2 separate regions of the Capra hircus genome follow, and region 1 is linked to region 2. The links are chromatin contacts, called in public Hi-C maps. All regions are on one chromosome and are shown on one strand. Each heading gives the region's core, a stretch centred on a gene start, on an enhancer-like site or on the middle of the called end of the contact. The rest is flanking DNA. Distances are from core to core; before and after follow the strand shown. Region 1 overlaps RUSC2 (iporin). Region 2 holds the start of FAM214B (protein FAM214B).

Region 1 (5,556 bases), core at 1,619-4,118, 430 kb after region 2:
GAACCAAAGGAGAAAGTTTCAAAAAGAGATTCAACAAATGAGTTCTGAAAACAAATCACTAGGATGAAGGCTGAAAATCCCCAAAGCAGCATTTGGGAGTGATGAGGGCAGAAGGCAGAGCTCAGAGGGTTTGGAAGGAAAGGGGCGATAAAGCAGAGGAGAGATCGATTATGGGGAATTTGCTGCCTGTGGCCTTAGGGCTTCCCTGGTGGTTCAGGCAGTAAAGAATCCGCCTGCAATACAGGGGACCTGGGTTCCATCCCTGGGTCGGGATGACACCCTGGAGAAGGAAATGGCAACCCACTCCAGTATTCTTGCCTGGAGAATTCCATGGACAGAAGAGCCTGGCAGGCTACAGTCCATGGGGTCACAAAGAGTCCGACGACTGAGTGACTGACACTTTCACTTTCAGCCTTAGGTTGGTCCTTTGGCTTCTCAAAGGGGTTGCTGCTGCTGCTGCTGCTGCTAAGTCGCTTCAGTCGTGTCCGACTCTGTGCGACCCCAGAGACAGCAGCCCACCAGGCTCCCCCGTCCCTGGGATTCTCCAGGCAAGAACACTGGAGTGGGTTGCCATTTCCTTCTCCAATGCATGAAAGTGAAACGTGAAAGCGAAGTCGCTCAGTCGTGTCCGACTCTTTGAGACCCCATGGACGGCAGCCCACCAGGCTCCTCCATCCATGGGATTTTCCAGGCAAGAGTACTGGAGTGGGGTGCCATTGCCTTCTCCACTCAAAGGGGTTAAAACCCATAAATGGTGTTATACCTGCTGTTTGGGAGATGGCAGTATATCAGATGACTTCAGGCTCCTAAACACACATGGAGGAACTGCCCCAGAAATGCAAGAAGGTCTCTAGGGCAGAGGGGGCTCAGAAATGGCAGGGATTAGCCAGAGTCTTCTGAACCCACCCTCTTCTCAGACTGCAGTGCCTGCTGGGTATATCTGGGCCCAGACAGTACTTGGCTGGCACTCTGAGGACAAGGTCAGTCCTGATCAGATATGGGAGGAGAGGCTTTAAAAGTGTTTTTGCTATCAGATAAGACTTTTCATAATAATATAAGACTTTTGTTCCATAAATCTCCAGTGACCTATCATAGGGCTTTTCTTTTTGTTCTGTACAACTTTTTTGTTTTTAATCAAAAAATGATGAATTCATGAATGACAAAAGAAGTGAGATCTCTTTGAGATTCTGAGCAGCAGAATCTAGATTTTGAAAGGATTTTGTCTAGTCTGGAAAAAAACGTTTTGTTCTTTCAAGGACCAATATGAACTTTGATATGTAAGTGCTCTTCTTGATTTGGGATATTTATTAATAATTGATTGCAAACTCAGAATGAGTCAGCAGTTAGGAAGGTATTCTAAAAAGTTAAAATGGCTGGATTCATTTGTAGACTCCAGAAGGGAGGAGTTGATAGTCCCCTCTGCTCCTGTGAACCTTAGGGCCCACCTGGGGTTCTGGGCGCTCCATTTTAAGAGGGCACTGAGGGACTGGGGCTCTGTTGCCTGCAACATGGACTTGAGTGAATTCGATCTCTATCTCCAGTGTTTCTAAGGGCTGTCTCAAAGAACAAGAGAAACCTTGTCCCCTGTACTCCCAGAGGGTAGAATTGACACCCACTCCCCACTGTAGTCACCCCTCCCCCTTCCCCAGTCTTCCTCCTCTGCCTCACACCTACCCTGAGAACTCAGCAGGGAGGATTTTTAAAAAGTAGGAATAGATAGTCTAATTCAAACGTACTCTATATAGCATGTACAGTAAAGCTGAGGTTGGGAGGGCCTAATCTGACAGCCAGGGTCAGCTCAGGCTTGAAATTTGATATTTAAATAAGTGGAGAGGATGAAGGCATTCCCAGCCAGAAAAGCAACGGGAAAGGGGTGGTGGGATGAGCCGTGTCAATGGGGAGGGTAGCGCATTTGCCACAGGTGTGGCCACCAACTTGCCTGAGATTAGACTTTGTTCTATGGGCAGCAGAGCCACAGGAAATAGAACTGGTGTTCTAGGAAGTGAGCTGGTCCGTGTAAGATTTGGATGCAGCGAGACCATACTGAACCAAGGGTGACAGTGAGGATTCATTCATGTCTTCTATTCAGTACCTACCTTATACCAAGGTCTATTCTAGGCACTGGAGATACAGCAGGGAACAATTTAAAAATCCCTGCTTTTCCAGAACCCTAATAGGGAGTAATGGACAATAAACAAATAAGATAATTTCTGACAGTGAGAAATGGCTAAAAAGGAAATACAACAGGGTGTTGAGAGCATGACTTGCCCGAGGCACTGGGGCAATCAGAGGTCTTGAGGAGAAGGTGATGCTTGAGTTGATGCCTAGCTGATTTCAGGCAGAAGGAACACAAGACCCCAAGATGTTAATGAACTTGACATGTTTAAGGACCGAAGAAGGTATGACTGGAGCATAGTGAGCAAGGGAGATTGACAAGGGCTGTTCGCTAAGCCCTGACTGGGACTGGCAGAAGAGTATAGTCTGAAAACGTCTCCTGAGAGTGGTTCTGAAACACCTGCCTTATGGGGTTGTGGTCCCCATCCCCTTAAGACTCGCCGAAGTAAATAAATGCGGAAAGGCAAGGAGCAGGAAAACCCAGCCTGATACCATTTCATGTGTGGTGCGATGTGGCAGAGGGAACATTAGTCCCAAAGCCAAACTCTGACTTAGGCAGAATTCTAGCTGTGTCACTTCCTAGTTGTGTGACCTTGGGCAAACGACTTAATCTCTAAATTTCCAATACCCAGGTCTTTTAACAATGGATACTAATTCCTGCTTCAGAGCTGTTGAACCCAGGGTGCAAGTGAGCCACACCCAGGGTTTCAGGTGATTGGGTGGTTATAGCGCCACCTTGTGTTTATTCGGGTGTTGACAGTGCGCGGTGTTTAATTAGAAGCACAGCCCATACGCAAAGACTTTGCCTCTGTGCGGTGTTGTGGAGTGTTGTGTTTAGTTCTGAGACACATGTTTTGTGGGACACTGACTAGAAGATTGGCTGAAAGAACAGGAGAGGACCAACCTTGGGAAACACGCCTCTGTGTGGAGGGAGCAGATATGGACTCTGGGGTTCCAATGCTAGGATCAGTGAAAGAGTATGCCTGGGGTAGATTGGGTGACAGGAAGCTGACTCTGGCCGCAAGTAAAGGAATATTTTATTACGGTTAGATCTGGTCAAGAATGAAATATGTGGGCTGTAGTTGAGGAGGGGACGATGGGTGAAAGCTTGAAGTAAATTAACATCTTGACACTGAAAGTATGTGACTGACTCCAGGCCTTTAGACCTTAGATACAGAGGAGAAGGAAACAGTGACCCACTCCAGTATTCTTGCCTGGAGCATCCCAATGGACAGAGGAGCCTGGCGGGCTACAGTCCTTGGGGGTCACAAAGACTCAGACATAACTAAGTGACTGACGCTTTCACTTTCACAAAGAAAATGGTGGTTCTGTCATTGGCAGAAATGGAAATCATCAGGAGAATGAATGAGGTATTTTAAATAGCAAATTTTAATTGGAAGCAGAAACCTAAAGCAGAATGATCTAGAGATCAAGAGAAAGGTTGAGGCTAAAGCCATGGGTTCAGAAGTCACCTATATGACTGTCTGAATAGAACAACGCACGGAAGAAAGTGTAAAGGCAAATATAAGAAATGGGCCTTAAGATGCACCCACATCTGAAGTCAAGAAAAAGAAGAGAGAGCTAAACAGCCAAGAGACAAGTCAATGTTATGAAAACACCAGGAGAAGATGGGAGAAGCAGTGGTGGCACATTCCACAGAGTCAATTACCCCTACCCTACTCAGCTCCTCCAGCCCAGGTCCTGCCCCTCTCTTACTCTCCCTGGTGAGCATCATCTCCTGACTGCTTCTTTGCTTCCTCTCATGTGATTTCAGTGTTTGATTCCTTCTCCATCCCTGTTGCCGCAGGGGGTGGTGCTGAGAGCCGACCGGTCCTTCGCTACAGCAAGGAGCAGAGGCCAACCACGCTGCCCATCCAGCCGTTCGTGTTCCAGCACCACTTCCCCAAGCAGCTGGCCAAGGCCCGGGCCCTGCACAGCCTTTCCCAGCTCTACAGCCTCTCGGGCTGCAACCGTGCACCGCAGCCTGCCCCCGCAGCTGCCCCCGCTGCTCAAGGCCCAGGCCCAGCTCCTTCAGGGGAGCCACAGGTGCCCACCCACAGGGGTGCCAGGAAAGCCAGGCCTGAGCCAGAGACCTTGCGGCCGTCGCCCCTGGGCAGCTACTCCCCCATCCGGAGTACTGGCCCCTTTGGGCCCAGCACCGACTCTTCGGCCTCCACTTCGTGCTCCCCTCTCCCAGAGCAGGCCACAGCCACAGAAAGCCCACCTCCATGGGGCCTTTCCTGTCCTCCTGCTGTCCGGCCTGCCGTCTCCCAGCAGCTGCAGAAGGAGGATCCGAAGATACTGACCTTGGCTGAGTACCGGCTCCATGGGACAGGAAGTTTGCCTCCTCTGGGCTCCTGGAGATCTAGCCTCAGCCGGGCAGAGAGCCTGGTCCGGGGAGGTGGCGAGGGCAGCATGGCTTCCAGGCCCAGTAATGGTATGAAGCTCACTGCCCATCGCCCTTTCCCACCTAGGCAGTTTACCTCCCCTTTGAATGATTTCCTGTACTCCACATGGGGTCACAGGTTACAGTTTGCCCATCTGTAGCTAATATCCCAACCCTCGGGTTTTATATAGGCCCACTGGGTGGGTATGAAATGCTGTCTTTTAACTATTTCCTGTCTCTTCTGCTAATCTCTCCTGATTTCAGCCAACCATCTATCCCCTCAAGCACTCAAGTGGCGAGAATACAGGAGGAAGAACCCTCTAGGACCCCCTGGTTTGTCAGGGAGCCTAGACCGAAGGCCACAGGATGCTCGGCTGGCCCGAAGGAACCCCATCTTTGAGTTCCCCGGCTCCCTCGGTGCTGCTGGCCATCTGAACTGCCGGCTGAATGGTGTGTGGGCCAGGTCCCCAGAAAACCCAGGGCAGGCTCTGCTACAGCCGGGAGGGAAGGGATCAGTCCCAAAAGAACACATCTCAGAGGACATGAGGCACAGAACTGAGCTGCCACTCAGGGAGACAGTTGCTTGGGACTGATTTTTCTCTTCTTTCCAGGTCAAGTAGTGAAACCGTTACCGCTAACCTGCCCTGACTTCCAAGACCCTTTCTCCTTGACTGAGAAGCCCCCCGCTGAATTTTGCCTGTCCCCAGATGGCAGCTCAGAGGCTGTATCCATTGATGTGCTTCAGAAAAAAGGTGAATATCATTCCTAGCTCAAGACTGAAAATCTGCTGTTACTACCTTTTTATGCCTGTGGCCCAACTATCTAGCCCTTCAGAATATTTCCCTGTCTTAGAACTCCAAGTGCTGGGAGGGAATTAGCACAAGCTTTGGGGCAAGAGGCAGAAGTCTGTACTATGGATCATGAGTATCTGCAAGTGAACAACAGTCATTTATCAGATGCTTAAGACTCAGTCTCCATTCGCTTCCCTCAGGGAGCTATGTGTAGGGAGGGAGACTCCTGTGTGCTATACCAGGGGAGCTCAAGTGCTACAGGAC
Region 2 (5,697 bases), core at 1,279-3,778:
CCCACCTTGTTCTATCTAACTGCCAAGACCATAGGCCCAGACCTTAGTCATCTGCAAAAGTCTAGGGGCAGTAGTTCAGGGGGAAGGATCAAAGACGTTCTAGGCCTCAGTGTGCTCTGGGAGAGCAAGCAGCGTTGTACAATCAAGAGGCTTTACCTAGCTGCCCTAAATTCTTACTCTGCTTTATTTTTCTTCATAGCAGTTATCACCAGCTGGCACTTCTCTTCCTCTTTCCCCCTCCCTCTCCTTTCTCTCCCTCTGCAGCCACACACACATTTCTTTCTCCCTGGGTTAGAATACAAGTTCCATGAGAGCTGCAACTCTGTTGTATTCATGCTAGTACTCCCAGAATCAGTATCAGTGCCTGGCACATAATAGGTGCTCAATAAATGTTGGCTCAACGAAACATTGACCCCTGGGCTGAGTGAAGAGTATTCAGAAGACCTGGGTCCCAATGCCTGGTCTTTCACTATAAGACCTGGAGAAAATATCAGTCTCTTCTTTCTTAATTTCCAAATCTGTAAAATGAGTTTGTATACACAATTACCACTGAGGCCTTTAGAACTCTGACCTTATACTGCTATCATCCTAATGGCTATTGTTCACTCTTACCCATTTTCAGAGGATGGGTCCAAGCATCTGGATGCTCTGCTGCTTGTAAGGAAGTAGAAAGTCTATATACTCCAGCCCCTGCATAGCAAACCAATGCCCTTTCTCCTCATGCCCCACCCACTCAAACAAATGCCACAATCTTGAGGAAGCTGGAGTGAGTCCGCCCTAAGCCCGCCTCTCTGAGAGACAATCTGGGAAGCTGTGTTGCCATAGCAATCAGCTCCTCCTCAAAAGGCTTCAGCCTGCCCTTCTTTACCCCACCCTACCCCACGGCTTTGTCGGGCTTTGGCACCCCCTCCCTCCCCAGCCAGTCTCTCAGCCAGAGGAGACTGGCTTGGGGCCCCTTTCAGCAACACTGTCACTCTCATTCAGCCACTGTGTGGAAAGCAGGGCTTTCTCACCCTCTTGCAGCCTGCCCAGGGGCAAAAAGAACTCTGGCGCTAAATCAAGTCGCTTCAGGGAATCAGAGACTAGGCCCTAGTCTGGTTCAGATAGTCAGATTCCAACCCAGGAGGGTGGGGAGCCATTCCCTGTCCCTCCCCCAGTGGAAACTGGAACCTCCCTTCCCAGTTCAGCCAACAATAGTGGCTGACCTCTCAAAGCATGCATCGCAGACCCTCAGTACTTCTGACCATTTCCCTCTCCCACAGAAGCCCAGAATTTTTGAGGGAATTAGGGTTCCCTACCCAGGAGAAGGAAAAGTGTGCAGAAATCAGTTTGTGGCAAGTGGTAAAAATGTATCTACCACTCACTTGGGGGGCTGTGGGGAGAGACCTTGGTAGCAGTGAGGGTGAGGTCTGGGCCTTGCTGCTGGTTACCTAGGTCTCTGGCCACTGAGTACAAAGTCTGGGGCACGGCACAGCTCCTAGACAGGCAAGGACCAGGCCAGGCCCCAGGCGAGGAAGGAAGTGGGAAATGAGCACACCCAGAGCATAAGGGCAGGGCAAACTGGGGGAGGAGGGGAAAGACAGGGACTAAGGCAAGCTTCTAGGAGGAACAGGAACTACAGTGAGGGGTACCCAGAACCTAAGGGGGGAAGGGTCCCCAGGGACACCAGCTAAGGGAAAAATATCCCAGTCTCAGCCAGACAGATCCAAAGCTGACTGAGACAGTCACACAAGCTCTAGTAGCAAGTGGGGCCTGCATCCTCTCTGAGTGCTCAGGCCTGAAGGTGGAGTTAGGAGCTGAGGAGCCAGGAACACTGCAGACTGGCTTCTTCACCCCAGCAATCCCATCACCCTCATCCCTGAGACACAGTACAAAAACCTCTTCCTGGAGTCTCTACAAAGCCTCCAGATTTTCTCAAGGCACTAGGGGTTCTCCCCTCCTCATCTGGGGCCTGTAACCCCTTCCCCTCACACAGTGCCCACAGCCCCCATACCTTCTTCCTCCACACAGTCCCTTCCACACTCTGGACCACTAGCCGGTCTCCATCACACAACGCCCCCTCCACTTTCCCCTAAAGCGCCTTCATATCCCCTCCCCCTCAAGTATCATCTCCAACCCTTCACTTCACCTCACCCCCTCACATTGTACTTCCCAGCCTCACAAAGCACTCCCGCCCTTCCCCCACAAGGGGTACCGGAGAATGCACCTCTTAGCCCAAACAGTGAGCCCCCCTCCTCCTCCCCCAGCTGTTTTACTCCATCCCCACCCCAGCATTTCTCCAGATCTTTTCCTTCCCTGACATGATCCTCCCGCCTCACGTCTACCCAAGCGCACCCCCGTACTTGTCCATTCTTCCACGCGCACCCGCCCCACACCTGTAGTTCCGCGAGTCCCGTTGCAACTGGGGAGGTAGTGGATTGGAGCAGTTACATAGCTGCCCTAGCTGCAGCCTCGGCCTGCAAACCTCGCCCCTTTGGTCCGAGCCCCGCCCCCGCAACGACACGACCCACCCTCTCCGTTGTCCCACCTCCCACCTTCCCCTGGCTCGTCCCCTTTCCTAGATTCTTTAATTCCTGGGGCTCCTCCCCTGTAATTCAGGTCCTGCCCCTTTCTGGCTCCGCCCCTTCTCGTCTTCTTGGCGTCTCCACAGAGAACCTCTGCTTGTCTTTCTTCCCACCCCGGTCCCCGCCCCATCCTTGATCCCCGCCCCCTTCTGGTCTTCGCGTTTCACTAGGATCCGCCCCCTCGGATTCCAGGCTGGCAGAACCGGTGCCAGGCTCGCTTCCACTGCTAGCCCCCTCCCATCTCGGAGCCTCTCCTCCCCCCGCCCCTTCTCTGGCTGGCCTCACCCCGGCGCTGGCGCTGCAGCCCGGAACCGCTGGTTTTGATTGGCGGCGGTGGCCCCAGTGGATGGCGGAGGAGACAAAGTGATGGCTGCAGGTCGCCTGAGGGCCCACCCCGGCCACGTGCGGCTTCTGTGATGACAGGTCTAAAGGGGCGGGGCCTCAGTCCGCAGTGTGCGGCCTGGGCTGACCGGATCCGGCCGGAGATGGGGAGCTAGAACCTGCGCCAAAGCGCTAGCTTGTGGGCGCCCGAACCAGGTTGGAGCCCTCCCAGGCTTTCGAGCTGGTGTGAGCTGCCTGCGGAACTTGAGCCTCTTAGTGAAGGCGTCTGGGTTAGCGCGCGTATTTGCCCTAATGGGGGACATCTGTAGGGTTTGCAAAGTAGTGCAAAGAGCTTCAGAATTCTGTGAAAATGCGGGAATCTGGTTGGCCGGGGTCTCAAGTCTGTGAGGAAGAGCACTTTCTGTAGCCTACGGCGTGTAGGAGACAGGCAGTAAGAGTTAGGTCTATAGCTGTGGAGGTAGGTCGGCGAGAAGTCTGTGAATTTTATGAGCCAAAGTAGAGCCTTTGCTTTGTTCAGTCGACTGAACTGTGTGACTGTTACACACGTTCTGTAATTTAATTAGCGCTTGAGTCTTCAACTTCCCGGGAGCTCCACGAGTTTCCAAGATATGTCCAGGGGAGAGCGACGCTTACGAGCCACCGGTAGATGGCAACCCAGGTCCCTTGCAGAGCTGAGTGGCTCTGAGCCCAGAGCCTAGTGAGCTTCTCGATGGAGCCGGAGGTATTGATGGCTGTGTGATGGACTGGACCTGGTAAAGTTATCTCAAAGTCTCAGATTCTTTAGATCTCTGTGACTTTCTTTCTGTGAGTAGTTAAGAAGCGGCTTTACTAAACACCAATGGTGCGCTAGGCAAAATGAAAACAGAAAAAGAAAAAAATGTTCTGCTCTTACGGAACTGCTCAGATTGTCTTTCTAATACTTCTGTAATGCTCAGTTCAGTTCAGTCGCTCAGTCGTGTCCGACTCTTTGCGACCCCGTGAATCGCAGCACGCCAGGCCTTCCTGTCCATCACCAACTCCTGGAGTTCACCCAAACTCATGTGCATGAGTCGATGATGCCATCCAGCCATCTCATCCTCTGTCGTCCCCTTATAGAGGGTAAAATTGGAAGAGTTTTGTGTCATGGAAAAAGCTCAAATTTGAAGTCATTTGGTTTGGTAAGGACACTATACTAGCTGTATTGGGCAAATTACTTGATTACTAGCTAAATTTGGGTAAATTACTAGATTAAAAAAAATAAATTTTTAAAAAAGTTTTTTATTATCGGGATCATTTTAAAAGTCTTTATTGAATTTGTTATAATATTGTTTTTGTTTTATGTTTTTGATGTTTTGGTGGGAGGCATTGGAATCTTAGCTCCCCACCAGGGATCCAACCCACACCCCTTGCATTGAAAGGCTAACAGCAACCACTGGACCACCAGGAAAATCCCTAAAAATAAACTTTTCATTTTAGAATAATTTTAGATTTACAGAAAATTTGTGAAGATAGTACAGAAAGTTTCTGTGTACCCCACACTCAATTCTCCGCTTTGTTCTCCACAATTGTTTAGTAACGTCTTACATTATTAGTATGGTACATGTGCTATAATTAATTAACCGATATTGATACATTATATATATCAATACATGTAAATATGTATTTAGGATACATCCTAAAGGAGATCAGTCCTGGGTGTTCATTGGAAGGACTGATGTTGAAGCTGAAACTCCAATATTTTGGCCACCTGATGCGAAGAGCTGACTCATTTGAAAAGACCCTGATGCTGGGAAAGATTGAGGGCAGGAGGAGAAGGGGATGACAGAGGATTAGATGGTTGGATGGCATCACTGACTCAATGGACATGAGTTTTGGTAAACTCTGGGAGTTGGCAATGGACAGGGAGGCCTGGCGTACTGCAGTCCGTGGGGTTACAAAGAATCTGACACAACTGAGCAACTGAACTGAACTGATACATTATCATTAAAGTCCATACTTTATTCTGATTTCCTTAGTTTCTACCTAATGTCCCATCCAGAATAACACGTTAGGTTTAGTTTTCATGTCTCCTTAAACTCCTCTTGGCGTTGGTATTTTCTCAGACTTCCTTGTTCTTGATGATCTGGGCAATTTTATAGACAATTTTATTGATCAGATATTTCAGATATTTTGTGGAATGTCTTTCAGCTGGAATTTGTTTGATGTTTTTCTGATGAGGAATCTATTGCAAATCCATTTTCCCATTCTGTAGCTTGATTGTTTATTCTCTTAGTGGAGTCTTTCAATATGCAGAGCTTCTTTAACCTGTCCAGTTTACATCTTTTTGTTTATATTCAATGGTTTTTATGCCCTATTTTAAAAGTCTTTGTCTACTTGGAAATGAGTGTATTATCTTAGGTTATTGTCTAGGAACTTTATTATTTTACCTCTTATTTAATCATCTGGAATAGATTTTATGTATAGTGTGAAATAGATGTCAAGATTCATTTTTCCCTCATATAGTTATTTAGTTGAACCAGAAACTTTTACAAAAACTGTTATAGTACAATTTCCAAAAAGTTAAGAGCAAGATTCTTACAAGAAGCTAGAATGAACATATATCAAAGATAAGCAGGTAAAGCATGTGTAATGAGCAATTGAGGAAATTAGGGATTATATTAGTCAGAGTTCCGGGTGTGTGTATATGTAGATATACAAATGGAGAGGTTTTATTATAAGGAGTTGGCTCACAGTATTGCGGAGGCTGACAAGTCCCAAGCTGTCAAGCCAGAGACCCAGGATAGCTGATGGTGTAGTTCCAGTTCCAGTCCAA

What was found. A called contact is a pair of places that touch in the nucleus more often than the background predicts.
Region 1: a contact with region 2 is called in a Hi-C map of blood, with 3 times the contacts expected there. The contact joins the enhancer-like site here to the promoter of FAM214B in region 2.

Annotation. Positions count from the first base shown.
Region 1 is chr8:59,587,938-59,593,493 of ARS1.2, forward strand. It overlaps RUSC2 (iporin), which reads left to right. Exons shown (of 12, transcript XM_018052129.1): 3 at 3,923-4,552; 4 at 4,766-4,951; 5 at 5,113-5,253. Among named protein-coding and RNA genes, the nearest start is that of FAM166B, 10 kb to the right of the region's middle. Within about 2 kb of position 2,869, at least 2 of the 5 cell types and tissues checked have an H3K27ac peak or open chromatin away from gene starts, as enhancers often do.
Region 2 is chr8:59,162,344-59,168,040 of ARS1.2, forward strand. FAM214B (protein FAM214B) reads right to left here and starts at 2,529. Exons shown (of 9, transcript XM_018052115.1): 1 at 2,376-2,529.